Linked DNA regions of Mus musculus: all the other regions are linked to region 1. Evidence: chromatin contacts called from public promoter capture Hi-C data. All regions are on one chromosome and are shown on one strand. Each heading gives the region's core, a stretch centred on a gene start, on an enhancer-like site or on the middle of the called end of the contact. The rest is flanking DNA. Distances are from core to core; before and after follow the strand shown.

The links. Promoter capture Hi-C pulls out the DNA fragments that hold promoters and counts their contacts.
Region 2: a contact with region 1 is called in a promoter capture Hi-C map of hippocampal neurons, with 7 times the contacts expected there. The contact joins the promoter of Tcaf1 here to the promoter of Ephb6 in region 1. A contact is called at or near these places in 6 of 39 promoter capture datasets (the 3T3-L1 cell line, cranial neural crest, frontonasal cranial neural crest and 2 more) and 2 of 115 datasets of contacts at active chromatin or transcription factors (astrocytes and forebrain).
Region 3: a promoter capture Hi-C map of hippocampal neurons shows a contact between it and region 1, with 3 times the contacts expected there. The contact joins the promoter of Nobox here to the promoter of Ephb6 in region 1. A contact is called at or near these places in 3 of 39 promoter capture datasets (the 3T3-L1 cell line, hippocampal neurons and liver), 1 of 484 Hi-C or Micro-C datasets (cerebral cortex) and 2 of 115 datasets of contacts at active chromatin or transcription factors (astrocytes and pancreatic cancer cells).

Annotation. Positions count from the first base shown.
Region 1 is chr6:41,602,725-41,607,178 of GRCm38.p6, reverse strand. Ephb6 (Eph receptor B6) reads right to left here and starts at 1,668. Exons shown (of 18, transcript NM_001146351.2): 1 at 1,359-1,668.
Region 2 is chr6:42,708,276-42,712,486 of GRCm38.p6, reverse strand. Tcaf1 (TRPM8 channel-associated factor 1) reads left to right here and starts at 2,372. Exons shown (of 9, transcript NM_001355769.1): 1 at 2,372-2,528.
Region 3 is chr6:43,306,750-43,311,127 of GRCm38.p6, reverse strand. Nobox (NOBOX oogenesis homeobox) reads left to right here and starts at 1,574. Exons shown (of 9, transcript NM_130869.3): 1 at 1,574-1,638; 2 at 3,455-3,745; 3 at 3,846-3,953; 4 at 4,307-4,378. The coding sequence starts at 1,602.

The sequences.
Region 1 (4,454 bases), core at 419-2,918:
CAGCAGCAAAACACAGAGCACTGAGTTTCAGGGGTCTAATGAAATGCTGTCCTTGCTATGGACCCTGCTCCATCTTCACTGGCTGTGAGCTGCTCTCTAGCAAGATGCTTCTGCTGAAGCACTGGGTGGGCATTGGGTAGAGGAAGGGGAACCAAGGCTTCCTGCATCTTCAGATGTTCCCATAGTCCTCCTACCTGCAGTGAGGCATGGAAGAATGATAGGAAACCATATGGACAGGTTCATGAGTCGGTGAAGAGCTGGGGAAAGGCTATCCCAGAGAATGGCCCTGCCTTTCTCATGCTCAGCCATCATGGCCTGTTATTCCCAGCACACTGGTAACTCCCTGGTCTTTATCATTCATCTTCTTGTACGATGAATGGGCCAATAGACTGGAGAAGACTCATCCATACGTCATTAGGTAGGTACACTGGGGCACTCATGGCAATCTTCCTTCAAGACAAAAGGCTCACAGCTTTCAAGGGTCCATAGTTGCTATGAGCAAGATTCAGTCCCTAAATGTCCTATTACTGGCTCAGCCTCCAAGGACTCTCAACAGCCCTACCAGTCACTCCCACTGGTCTCTCCTTTGAGAAGCATCATCTTCCCTTCCAGAGCCACCTGAGTCAAGTTCCCCTGATGGGTGGAGGGCCTGAGTTAACTGATTGGGAACAGGCTGGGCAGCACTTCTACATGGGCACTGCCAGGGATATTACAACATCAGCTATGCTGGTCCCCTGCCAGTTCCCCCAGGGATGGGAGGAGAGAGGGTGCCAGACGGCCAAGATCAGTGGGCAGGGGCAGAGGCAGGCTGGGCCAAGCACCCAGATGCATAGAGGGGGTGGAGCTGGGGCAGGAGCAAGCAGGATACTTTGTTTGCCACTGGAGGGGGCGTGCTTACGGTTGGGGCTCAAATTCCAAGCCTCTATTTCCAGGCTTAAGGGGGCTGTAGATGTCGATTGCCCCTTGCCCCTGCCAGCTCCACCCTGCAGCGAGGGGATTGGAGAGATGCCACAGGAGTCAGAGGCATGGACAAACCTTTTCTGAATGCTGGGAGCCTGACCTTTGTGAGGTTACCCCCCTCCCCACACACACACACCAAGTCACAGGCACAGGAGGGTCGATGGAAACGTGATGGAAGAATTTTAATACCCAGGACACACAGAATAAAGAGCATGGATGAAGGGGCAGTCTCTCAGAAACCTACTCTCGCCTTGGAGAGCTATACCCAGTACTCCCCCATAAAAGACCCCCATCCAGGGTGTGCATAGGCCCAGGCTAGAGAGATCCTCTACTTTGCAAACCTTAATCCCTTACTCTCCAGACACAGTACCCTCCGACCTCCCAAATCCCGGGCTCACCTTCCCGCCGGCCTCCAGCTCTGCAGGTCTGCGCCCCCCGAGGCCCCCGCGGTGGATCTGCACCTCGCAGATCTTTCCTAGCGTCGCGCGTGTCCTCTCTGGTCTGGGGACCTCGCTTCCCAGGGGCCCGCGTCTGCTCGCAGCTTAGAGTCTCTGGGATTCTGGGAGAGGACCCAAGGCTGCAAGCAGGGACTGCTCCCTAGGCGGGGCCCTGGGGAATCGTGCGGGGGCCGGTGTCACGATCGGAGTCGCTGAGCTGTGGTCTCGGGTTCGGACGCCCGCTGCTCCCCAGCGCTAGCTGGGCGAACGCAGCCGGGCCCGCCCCCTCTCGTCTCTCCCAGCCTGGCCCGCCCCTCTCCAGCCCCTTCAGCCGCTCTCGCTCTCCTCTTCCGGGAGCCGAGCCCGCCCTCTGGGCCTAGGACCCAAGTGCGCGGCGCCGGATCCCCAGCGGGGCGTGCAGTGGAGACGCTGGGCGCGCCTTGGGCCCGCCCGTGTGCCGAGGAGGGTCGGCCTCCTCCCGCAGGTCCTGGCGGGCGGAGGGGACGTGGGCAGGAGGACCGCACGAGTTAGGGTCCGGGAGGAGGCGGCCAGTGGGCGCCGCTGCGAGGCGTGTTTAAAACCCTGTAGCTCGCGCCCGAGCATCAGCGGAGCAAAGCGCTACTGGCTGGCAGCTGATGGCCAGGCTGAAGCCCAGGCGCTGCGCCTATGGCTCCTCCCTTTCTCTTCTTTAACTCTAGGAACTAAACCAGTGGGGCTTCTACTCTGGATTGAACTGAGGTGGGCGTGAGCAGAAAAAAGAAAAAAGAAAAAAAAAAAAAAAAAAAGGAGGAGGTGGAAGGAGAAACAAGTCTTGGGAGCACGGGAGGGCAGAACAACCAGAGACAGTGCAAGCGTCTGGGAAGGAAAAGGTCCCTGTGCTAGCTTCAGACTTGTATCTGTTTCTGTGCCTTGAATCTGGGTCAGCGATGGGGCCTCTGAATTGAACCTTCAACCGCCTCAAAGGCAGGGAAGCCTGGGGCGGAGTCCGGGAAGTCCGATGTCTGTGCCTGGCGCAGACCTGGCTTGGACAAGTCGCTGCACCCAGTCTAGGTGCCACCTCCCTGGCGCGCGCTCCGCAGAGTACCATCCCACAGTGATGAGAGGCCGTAGAAGGTCCACTCAGTCGGTACCTGGATGCAGGGGCGGAACAGAGCGAGCTTGCTACTAGGGAGAAGAGTTTCTACCCAGCCCTAACCATTTCTAAACTAGAGTACTGGTTTGTGGGGGTCTATTGTTTAGGTCCCGCGGAGCAGGGCTGCAGCCTTCGCACGAAGTGTTGCTACCACCTGCTGGTTCTTTGAGGGAGAACAGGTATCCTGTGAAATCTGCACACCCCTTCGCCCCTATTACCCTGTCCCATCTTATACCCCCTTTCACTTATTCAAAGGCATCCTTATGAAAGTACTAGCTAGCTGCTTATGGGCTGATCATAACTGGTACTTAAAGAACATTTAGAAACCAATGAAAATTGTGAAAGAGACTATGAGCCAACATGCACAAGAAACCAAACAATGAAACTCCTTGAGGTACTGCGAGAGAAACAGTCGTTAATGAATTGGCTGAATGAGTGATAGAAAGATAAAGACAAATAACGAGTCCCTACTTGGACAGGAGGTTGTTCGCTCATAATATCGAGGATCAATTAATAAGCCTGATTAAGTTTAATGACCTGCATTTGGACCTCATTAAAACTTCAATTACACTGGTGTGCCTATAACTCGTATTTCTTCCATTTGTTTCTAAGCTTTCTGATAAAGAGCTTTCTTTATTTGTGGTTAACTGTTTCCAATGCTTTCAACGACTGAAAAAAGGGGGGAGGCTGATCTTGCAACATCTTCATTATTAGACAATTCTACCATGTATCTATCATCACATCTATCTGGGCATCTATGTATTTCCTGTTACCATCTGGAATGCTGTTGGTGCTCTCATTAAACATATACCCTGTACCTCCAGCCTTTCCTACATGCCTGGAAACTTTAAAAAGTAAGAAAGTACATAAAGCATGTTTAAACATAGTCACAAAACCAAAATATAGATATTTCTTTATGAAGCCCAGAAATTCTAGCAAAACTTTGCATTGTGATTACAATAAAATCTTTGTTTTCTTTTTATTGTATGACATATTACAAATTCTGTTTCTATTAATTTAGACTTATGTAATCAGTCAATTTTTTTCTTGCTAAGAAAACATGAATGTGTCTGGTTTTCAAAAAAAACACTATTGTATCCAGGATGCATAGAAGATTCAATTTATTATTACAATTAGCCTTATATCCTAATCTACATGATTTCAAACCAAGTTTTTATATTTTATTTTATTGTGTATCAGTGTTTTGCCTGGATGTATGTATACACACTTGCTGAGTCCTGCCCAGGCAGGGAAGGGAAGGGAAAGGAAGACATCACAAGGTTCCTGCTGTAGCAGCCAACAGGGAGTGGGCCTCCATTAGTGTTGATGGTTGCTAGGTGTAAGGCTTGTTTGGACAGTATAATAATACATATATTTAACTTTATATATATCTATATAAAGTTGTATACTATATAGTATTTACATATATATGTACACACATATATATTCACATATACACACATATGTATACATATATAAATGTATATATATATATATATATATACACACACACATACATAATATATATATATATATGCTCCCCCACCAGGGGGAAAGTCTTTTCTGCCAAGGTTAATGATTCCATGATAATTAAGAACAGAACGATCCTAGGAAATGAGAATTTGTCTCTGTGACACTGAGACTTTCAAGACAGACCTTAAGGCTATGGCAAAGAACTCTGAAAAATGGGTTCAAGAGTGTATAATTTTGCACCTATGCAAAATATAAGGATGTAACATGAATTTATGAGGGCCTTCATGAACCTAAAAGAACAGAGGTAGCCGGTTTGTCAGACGGATATTTTGTTGTTTGTTGTTGTTGTTGTTGTTGTTGTTGTTTTTGAGACAGGGTTTCTCTGAGCAGCCCTAACAGAAGAATATTAAGGAGATAAAGAGACTAAGGGAAAGGTGACCTCAGGCCAAGAT
Region 2 (4,211 bases), core at 1,123-3,622, 1.1 Mb before region 1:
GCAGAAAGGGTTTGTACAGATAGAAATAGAGGATGACAATGAAACGTAGGTGCTTGCATGTGTGTGTGTATGTGTGTGTGTGTCTGTGTGTGTCTGTGTGTGTCTGTGTGTGTCTGTGTGTGTCTGTGTGTGTGTGTGTGTGTGTGTTGGTGGAGGCCAAAGGGTAACTTGGGTATACATTTTCAGGAGCCATCTATCTTAGCTTTGTTGTTGTTGTTGTTGTTGTTGTTGTTTTGTTTTTAGACAGTGGCTCAAAGCTCACTAAGTAGATTAGGTTGATTGTCAATTAACCCACAGGAATTCAGTCCCTGCCTCCTTAGCACTGGGATTGCAGATTACAAGCCTATGTCACTACACCCAGCCTTTTACTTGGGCTCAAACCCAGCCCCTCATGCTTGTGTGGCAAACAGACTGACCTAGATCCTCTTCTCCCTAGCCTACAGATCACTGGAAAGCCACCCCCTCCCTCCCTCCATCCCTTCCTCCACCCCATTTTCAGCATCTTGGGGGTTGCACAGATACATTGTCAGTGCACAGAGCTCCTTCCCACTCAGTATGGAGAAAGCACAGGTTATATTGCCCTTCGCCGCTGAGGTCCTTGTTACAACTCATCCTCTCCCAGCTCCTGCTTCTGCTCTTCTTCTGAGTGTTACATGCTCTTTTCTAAGAAGTGCAGGCCTCTGGAGAAAAAGAGGGAAGAGGAGGGCCTGGGAATTCTTGAGGACTTTTCTCACACATTATCACAGTGTGTTCCAATTCTTAAAGTAGCAGAATTTGAAGTGGTAATAAGTGGTTCTTGGAGACCAAGGCAAGTGTTCTGTTGATATGATCTTCCCACTACACATTCTGCCTATGGAACTGCACTATCTCAGGGAGGAAACTTAACAATGCAGGGGAGAAAAGAGGACTGAATGGAATGAGAGACGTGGCCTCAAAAAAGAGGTCAAAAAAGAAAGGCCCGCTAGAATTGGGGTAGAACAGGATCAGGCTACCCGTCAGTCATGTTACAACTGAAGCACACTGTGACAATGTGTGAGAAAGGTCTCCTCAAATTCTCAGAGGCTGTCAGAAATATGCTGGGAGCCTGGTACTGGCTCCCCTCTTTTATCTTTTGCTCCAGGACCCAGCACTACTTGGCAAAGAACATGTAAGTAACATGTAAGTCGGAAGAAGGATGAGCATATGGGCTAGATGTCGATGGAGCTGTGCAAAGACCCCCAGAGAATGATTTGATTTTGAGTTAGGTACCAGTGAGCTGAGCTGAAGGTCAGTGATGAAGGGACCCACATTACAAAGAGGATGTCCTAGTTACAACAGAGTGAACTCAATCAATGTGACAGTACGATGCAATCACCCATGTCTGGAATTACCTGCCCTCTTTCAGGTTAAAGCAGACATTTGCACGATCTTTGTCACATGTAGTCGTAGAGTCCTATTTTAACCCTGATAGAGACAAGTATCACAGAACAGGGCAAAAACATCCTAACATACCTTCGGGGGAAGACACACGACCCCATAGAAACCATATATCATTCTAGAGCATGTTAGGATGCAATGTTACAGGACCAAGAAGTTGTGATCTGGATGGAATTAGGCTTGCTAGTTACCTGACCCTGAGCTGAGAAGTCATTTGGATAGAACCACTGGAATGGATACCAGGGTCCCCTAAGGAACTGAGGGCATCAGAAAGCTGAGAAGATGCCATAGCAGAAGTATAGGGTGGAGTGATGAGGCCACTGCCTCTGCAGACAGGGCAAGTCCCTGAGCAGGCAAAGTCAGATCATTTGAGGCCTACTCTGGAATCTGGAGAAGGGAGGAAAGCAAATCCTCCCATTGATTTTCCCAGCTTTACCCAGTGGAACCTGTGCCAGGCTTCTGATGTACAGAACTGTAAGATGTCGGAAGGGTGTGGCTTAATTCACCTCCTTGTCTGGCAATTTGTTGTAGCCGCCACTATTCACTCATACTTCCAGTTTATGAAACTAAGGAAGATGCAACAGCTTCAAACTCCAGATGTTTGGGATATAACAAAGTGTAGACACACTCTCTTCTACCAAAACTTGACTTTTTCATTAAATTTAATATAGGACCCATAGCTTTAATTCTTCTCTTAATATAATTGTGTATAATTTCTGATAAAAGCTCTCTTGTTTTATCAATGTCTTATTTGTTCACAGTGTTAAGCTGTATGTATGTATGTATGTATGTATGTATGTATGTATGTATGTATGTATGTGTTTTAGAAATTGGCCAGCTGCACATCCAAGCCTTGGAGCAGAAATTGACATAAAGGAGAGCCTCTAAGGTCTGGGGGCAGAGAGCGGAGCACCGCCCACATCCCCGTGTAGCCAATCAGTTCTCAGGACGGCCCATTGCTTGCTCCCCCTTCTCTGCCAGTGACTTTCCACGTCCCCCATCCACTGGTCCACCGCCTATTCCCTTGCAGGCCTGAAGCTTCTTCCCCTTGGGTAGCTTCCTCCTTTGCTGTTGTGCCTCCGAATCAGCACTTCAGGGAACAGCGACGCAGAGTGAGTCTGGCTCCGCGATAGGGTCTGCACCAGGAGAGGCCTGCGATGACAAAGGCCACTGCCAGAAGGGTGGGGTGCTTCGCGGGGAAGGGGGCAGGAGGTGGCGAGTGCCTGGGGCTGCGTGGGGGGCTGGTGTGGGCAACTCGGGCGTGCGGAGGTGGCTGATGCATTCCACATTGAGACCTTCCTCTCTGTCTCTTTCTGAGCTTTCCGCTGCTTTAGATATCTCCTTCAGTCTTCCTGCATTGTTATCCCTTCGCCAGCCAGGAACCCCCTCCCAGCCGTTTCCCATTTCCTTATTGAGTGGTTTGTGTTCAGCAGGGAGCCTTTGGGATTTGATGAAAGGAACCTCAGAGGTTGCGGAAGGAGACTCCACACAGAATTCTTTAAGGGCCACAGTCCCTGCTTAGCCTCCTTTACCCGCCCCCAGGTAAAAGTCCTCTCCATGTCCTTTAAGCACCCAGGGGCCTGGAGTATATTTGCTCTGAGAGGTGGGTGGGAGGATGTGGGCAGGGTGCTGCTGAAATGGGTGTGGGGCTTCTGGAGAACGCAGGTCTGGACCGCCTTCGGCCTGCAGCAGCAGGGGCTTAGATTATCCAGTTGGCAGATACACAACCCCCCACCCCCCGCAGGCCTTCTGGGTTGGCCCAACCTGAAATGAAGGACAAAAATGGAAGAGGGGGAAAAAGGATCTTGCCAATTAGACAATCGTGGAAACGTGGAGGAAGAATCTCTTAAAGAGATGAACCAATGTCTCTTGTCTATGGGCTGACCCGCTAACCATTTGTCCATTCTCCAAAGGATTTGCAAAGTGATTGCGTTTCAGCTAGCTCTTCACTCTGTTTTGCGTTGCTTTAAAGACTTAAGAATAAAATGAATGCTTATCATTCCAAAGTGGTCTAATCTACAAGATAGTGAAATAAACGCTTGGCCGTCTTGTAAGTAAAAAAATAAGGCTTGAATACCATAATGGAGGGTCTCATTTCTGCCCTTCCCTGCCTGAGACTTGGCATCCTTCGCGATTTTCCTTTCAACTACGCCGTTTTCATAGTTCTACTCTTATGTGTAAAACATACATGGGTTGCTTTATGATTTTGTCATGCTTTCATTCATGAATATTATCCTGTATATTCTTATAGCTCTAGGATTAATCCTTGCTTATACTTCCTTCATTTTTATTTCTAATTGGTTTAATACCCTATAGTTATTCTACCATTGAGCATTTAGGTTTCTCACTTGGGGAAATGTATTCATTTTTTTTAATGTGACAAGCTATCCCAACACATAACAGTATAAGATCAATAATAAACAACTACAAAGCCACTTCTAATATTTCTTTACCACCTGCCAGTTTCTGTGGATCTAGACTGGAGTCTCTGGAGGTTCTCACACACTGTAGTAAAGGGGTATTGGCTCAGCCTGACTCAAGGGTCATTGGAACTAACACAGGACTGTTGTAAACTTGGGATCTCCCTGATTTGGGCCAGGCATGTCTTTCTCTGCAGTGAGGGCCTCATTACAAAGGCTTGCTGTGACATAAGTTTTTGCTCCTTCTACCCCAACCCTAGAGTGAGGGTTTGCCAAAAGAGAGAGAAGAACCATATTACCCTTTTCTTCTCTAATCTCAAAAATGGCATCTATTTTTGTCACTTCCATTCTTTAGAAGTGATTGACCCTCCCACC
Region 3 (4,378 bases), core at 325-2,824, 1.7 Mb before region 1:
AGTCAGCCTCAAGAAGGCCCTTACATCAAGGTTGAGGCCTTGCGTGCTGTGTGGATTTTTAGGTAGGCTGTGACATGGTAAGCCACACAGCTTCAGCAAAGGGGTCAGCACTTCTAAGAAGTGGTTCCTGCTGCTCCAGGTCCCCTTGCCTGCCCCCTACTCAATGGACAGTGACCATATAGTACTGACATGGCCCATTCCACTGAGCTACTGTCAGAATCTGTGACTTCCAATAAGCTGCTGTGGGGAAGGCAGGCATTTCCCCCCCCCCTCCGCCCTAGTTTCTGGTACACAGTAGTTGTCCTTTAAATGATTACACTAGAAAACCATAATGTTCCAGCCACAACCAAATGATGCTGGGTTTCCCATAGAGAACAGCTTCACTGGGCCCACACCCTGCTGGCCTTACAGAACGCTGCAGATATTCTAGCCCAGAAACTGGATTTTGAGCCTAAAATTCTCTTTAAAGAGTTGGGGGGTGGGGGGTGGGGGTGGCTCATGCCATCGTCCTAAGACTATGGGGTCAAGGGATACCTTTCAGGAGTTGGTTCTCTCCAACATTTCACTGGGGGCTGAACTCAGGTTTGTAAAACAAGCGCATTTTTTTTTTTTTAATTTTTACCACCGAGCCATCTCACTGGCCTTTAGTTAATTTAGAGCTTTATGTTGCAGAAATAACTAAGACTCCTACTCCTGTCAGAAGTCTCTCAAAAATGATCTTTAGACACAGGAAAATGTCCCGGTAGCTGATTGTTTAATATGGCAGGAAAAAAATGCCTGGTGTCCAGAACCTTGGAAGTAACTAAAATCAAAACACGTGAGCCCGGGTTAGAAGCGGCTCTTCCTCCCCCAGCTTGCCGCAGCTGTTTCAATCTGGCCAACACTCACATTCCTCACCCCCCTCCCACTCCACTCCGGTTGAAGAAGAAGTAAGAACTGTATAATTTTGCTATCTTTTTTCCTAACAGAAATAAACATTCCATGAACCAGGAGTCTCTCTTATCCTGGTTCAATATCCAGAAAGCTGATATTCAATGGGCAAGCCTAATAAGAAAACCTGGACTCGCTTGAACCTCGTCTATACTTGCAAACTTGTGCGGGATCCGAGAGGTTTAGTCTCCTCCAGGCCTGGGGTACTTTCAACTCCATTCCTGTCTTTGCCCCTGGATCTGTATGTTAAGGCTACTCAAGTCAGTTAGGACTTTGAGGCACAAGAATCCTTGAAGCAAGCAGTAGCTAGGACAGGCTCATATTCAAGGGTCAAGAGGGGAGCCACAACCATGTCCGTTCACTGCGTGCTAGGATGTGGGTTAGCCTGGGATCCCCCCTTCCATTGCTGTTCTGCTCCTGCCCCGACTTTGGGGAGGTGTCTTTGACCAGTATCTGGTACCCTTGGCTCACAGGGAACTGCAGGATGGCTCTCCCAGCCCCCACCCCAGGTGTGCGGTGCCTCGCCCTGGGGGTGGAGTTGGGGGGCGCCAGCTCCGCTGCGGCTGCGCTGCATGACCTGTGCAGACTCCACACACCTGGCCACCCCACGGACTTCATTAAAGCCGCGCGCCTGTGGTACCAGGGCGAGCTCAGGAGAGGGAGCCTGGGCCATGGAACCTACGGAGAAGCTCTGCAAGAAAATGCAGGGTGAGCACCCATTGGGGATTGGCCTTAGTGAGGACGGTTTGCTGAGCCTGTGAGGGCTGCTGCTCACTGGGCCAGCCTCGAGAGCATGTTTAGGTCTGTGGGTAATGGGAAAGGGGGGTCACCTAACCACATCCTTCTGGTGAGGGATCATCTCCGGTGTGCTGGGGATAAAGAACCGCTCTAACCTAGCTTCTCCCACTCTTCGCCCCTTTCACTACGGTACATTAGTGGAATAAGGTCCATGTTTGTGGAGTGCCTACTCCGTACCATGCTTATTACTGTGCTACATGTTAATCACCGTTATGAAACTTTTTGTTTGTTTGTTTGTTTGTTTGTTTGTTTGTTTTTTGAGACAGGGTTTCTCTGTATAGCCCTGGCTGTCCTGGAACTCACTTTGTAGACCGCCTGCCTCTGCCTCCCAAGTGCTGGGATTAAAGGTGTTTGTCCCAGCGACCCTTGACACCATTACTGCCTTCACCCTCTGGTTGCACCCCGCCTCCACCTCTCTGACAGGGTTCTACGGTGTATATAGAATCATCTGGAAAAGGCGCCTGGGCCAGGACTTGCCCCCAGCTTTATCTATTATTAGAAAGTTTTTTTAGAGGTATAGTCAAAGGCTTCAGTTACCGTTTACTTACACAGTTTCTGGTTTCGTTGGAAATGACAGCAACTCCCTGAGGTGAATTTTCTTTTGTGATAAGTACTTGAAGTAACTAGGAGAAGCGTTTGGATTCCAGGAGGTGGCTGAGAGTAGACTGAGCCCCTGGACCGAATCCCTGTGTGATCTTGGGTTGATTATTTAAAGCCTACCCGCATTTCTTCACCTAGGGGGAAGTACATGGGGGTGAGGGGGAGGTCAAATGGGTTCTGTGCTCCACTGCAAGCCCATCTCTAAGAGTTGCCTAAGCGGCGGGGAGGGCGAGCTTCGCAGCTGGTTGGAGGGTTTTTTCCTTCCAGATGAGGGCTTCCTCACCTGCAGAAGAGTGGGACTGGGCGGAAGGAAGGAGAGGAGGGAGGAACCAGAACACGTGGATTGAGGGCTAGGAGGGGGAAAGGATTGGGGAAGGTAAAGCCTCCATCATTCATTCATGTGATTCCCCCTCTGATGGCCTCTGCCGCTCGTGCCTGGGCTCTGGAAGATCCAGGGCCCTGCTTTATCTCCTCTGCAACCCACAGTGCCTTGCTTCCCTTCTGAAACCAGGGCTAGTCTGAGGAAAGCCAGGATGGCAGTCTGCCTGCTTCTCTCTTCCTATTCACCCCTCCCCAATGGTTGTCTATTAGAAATATCAAACAGATGCTTGTCGCCTGAGCCTGCACCTCTGATGTCTGGGGAAATTTGAGAAAATGTATACACAGCTTTCCACTGTTCTCACATTAAGACTCCGCAGAGGTGCAGTCGTTGCTTACATTTGGATTATTTAATCCAGTGATTCACACCTTGTGGATCATGACCCCTTTAGAGGTGTCAAATGACCCTTTCACAAGGATGGCCTGAGGCCACAGGAAAACACAGATATTTACATAATGACTCATGACAGTAGCAAAATTACAGCTACAAAATAGAAACAAAAATACTTTTATGATTGGGGGTCACCACAACATGAGGAACTGTACTAAAGGGTCAGAGCATTGGTAAGGTTGGGAACCACTTATCTAACTCATCCTTCCAACGGCCCAGTTAAGAACGGAAGCCTGGCATTCAGGCCTCATTTGGTAGACAGGCAAAGGAATTTTTGGGTTCTAACAACATATCAGCTACAGGGAGGAAGGGGTTCTGCCACCTAGCGCTGAAGCCAGTGGCTGCTGCTCTCCACAGGCCAGGAAGCTGGTGACAAGCCCAGGACTGCTGCACTGGAGACAGAGGGACCACTGCAGGATTCTGCCCTGCCCATCCAGGATGATCAAGACAAGCAGTCCTCACTCCCCAGGGCTAGCTTGGGGAAGAGGCCACTGTCGAAGACCTCTGAGGAGTTAATGGATGCTGGCACGTGCAGAGTGCACAAAGCCCCCACAGCAGCCGCATGTGGTCCCCAATCCGAGGAAGAAGGTTGTTCTCCCCCAGAGAGAAAGGCAGAATCGCTGAAGCCATCCATTTCTGCAGTCCCTGGTAAGCCCAGAAAGCTGCCCCCGCCACAGGCTTGGCATTAACAGCTTTCATGGTGTAGCTCAGTTGGGTGCTATTCACAAACCTATGCTTTCTGAGTCAGGCCAAGCCACCGCCGGTTCCCTCAACTCTCATGAAGGGGACCTGAAGAAAGAATCCCTAGAAGTGACCTGTCAATTTCGGAAAAAGACCCGAACCCTGTACCGCTCAGGTTAGTCCTCTGAGGTGGAGGGAAGAGTATATATAATCTATGCAAACATTATGACCCAAGGAGATGTTGGAGGGTGCAGTCAGTCACTTTGCCCTGAATGTTTCTCTTTGTCTATGGCAATGTCAATACTTTTGACCCCTGAAGGGAAGACCAGGCAGGCTATCTTGTCTTAGACCAGGATAGAAGATTCAGAAATTTATATATCACATTATACATGGGAGAAGGCCTGGCTCTTGGGTTGGGGCCAATGGCCTTATCTGCTGCAGATGCACAAAGAGCATCTCCTTTCTCCTCTCCTGCTATGGTGGCTGGCCTCTTCCATTACGTCTCTCTCTCTCTTTTTTTTCCCCCAGACCAGCTGGAAGAACTGGAGAGGATATTTCAGGAAGACCACTATCCTGACAGTGACAAACGCCATGAGATTT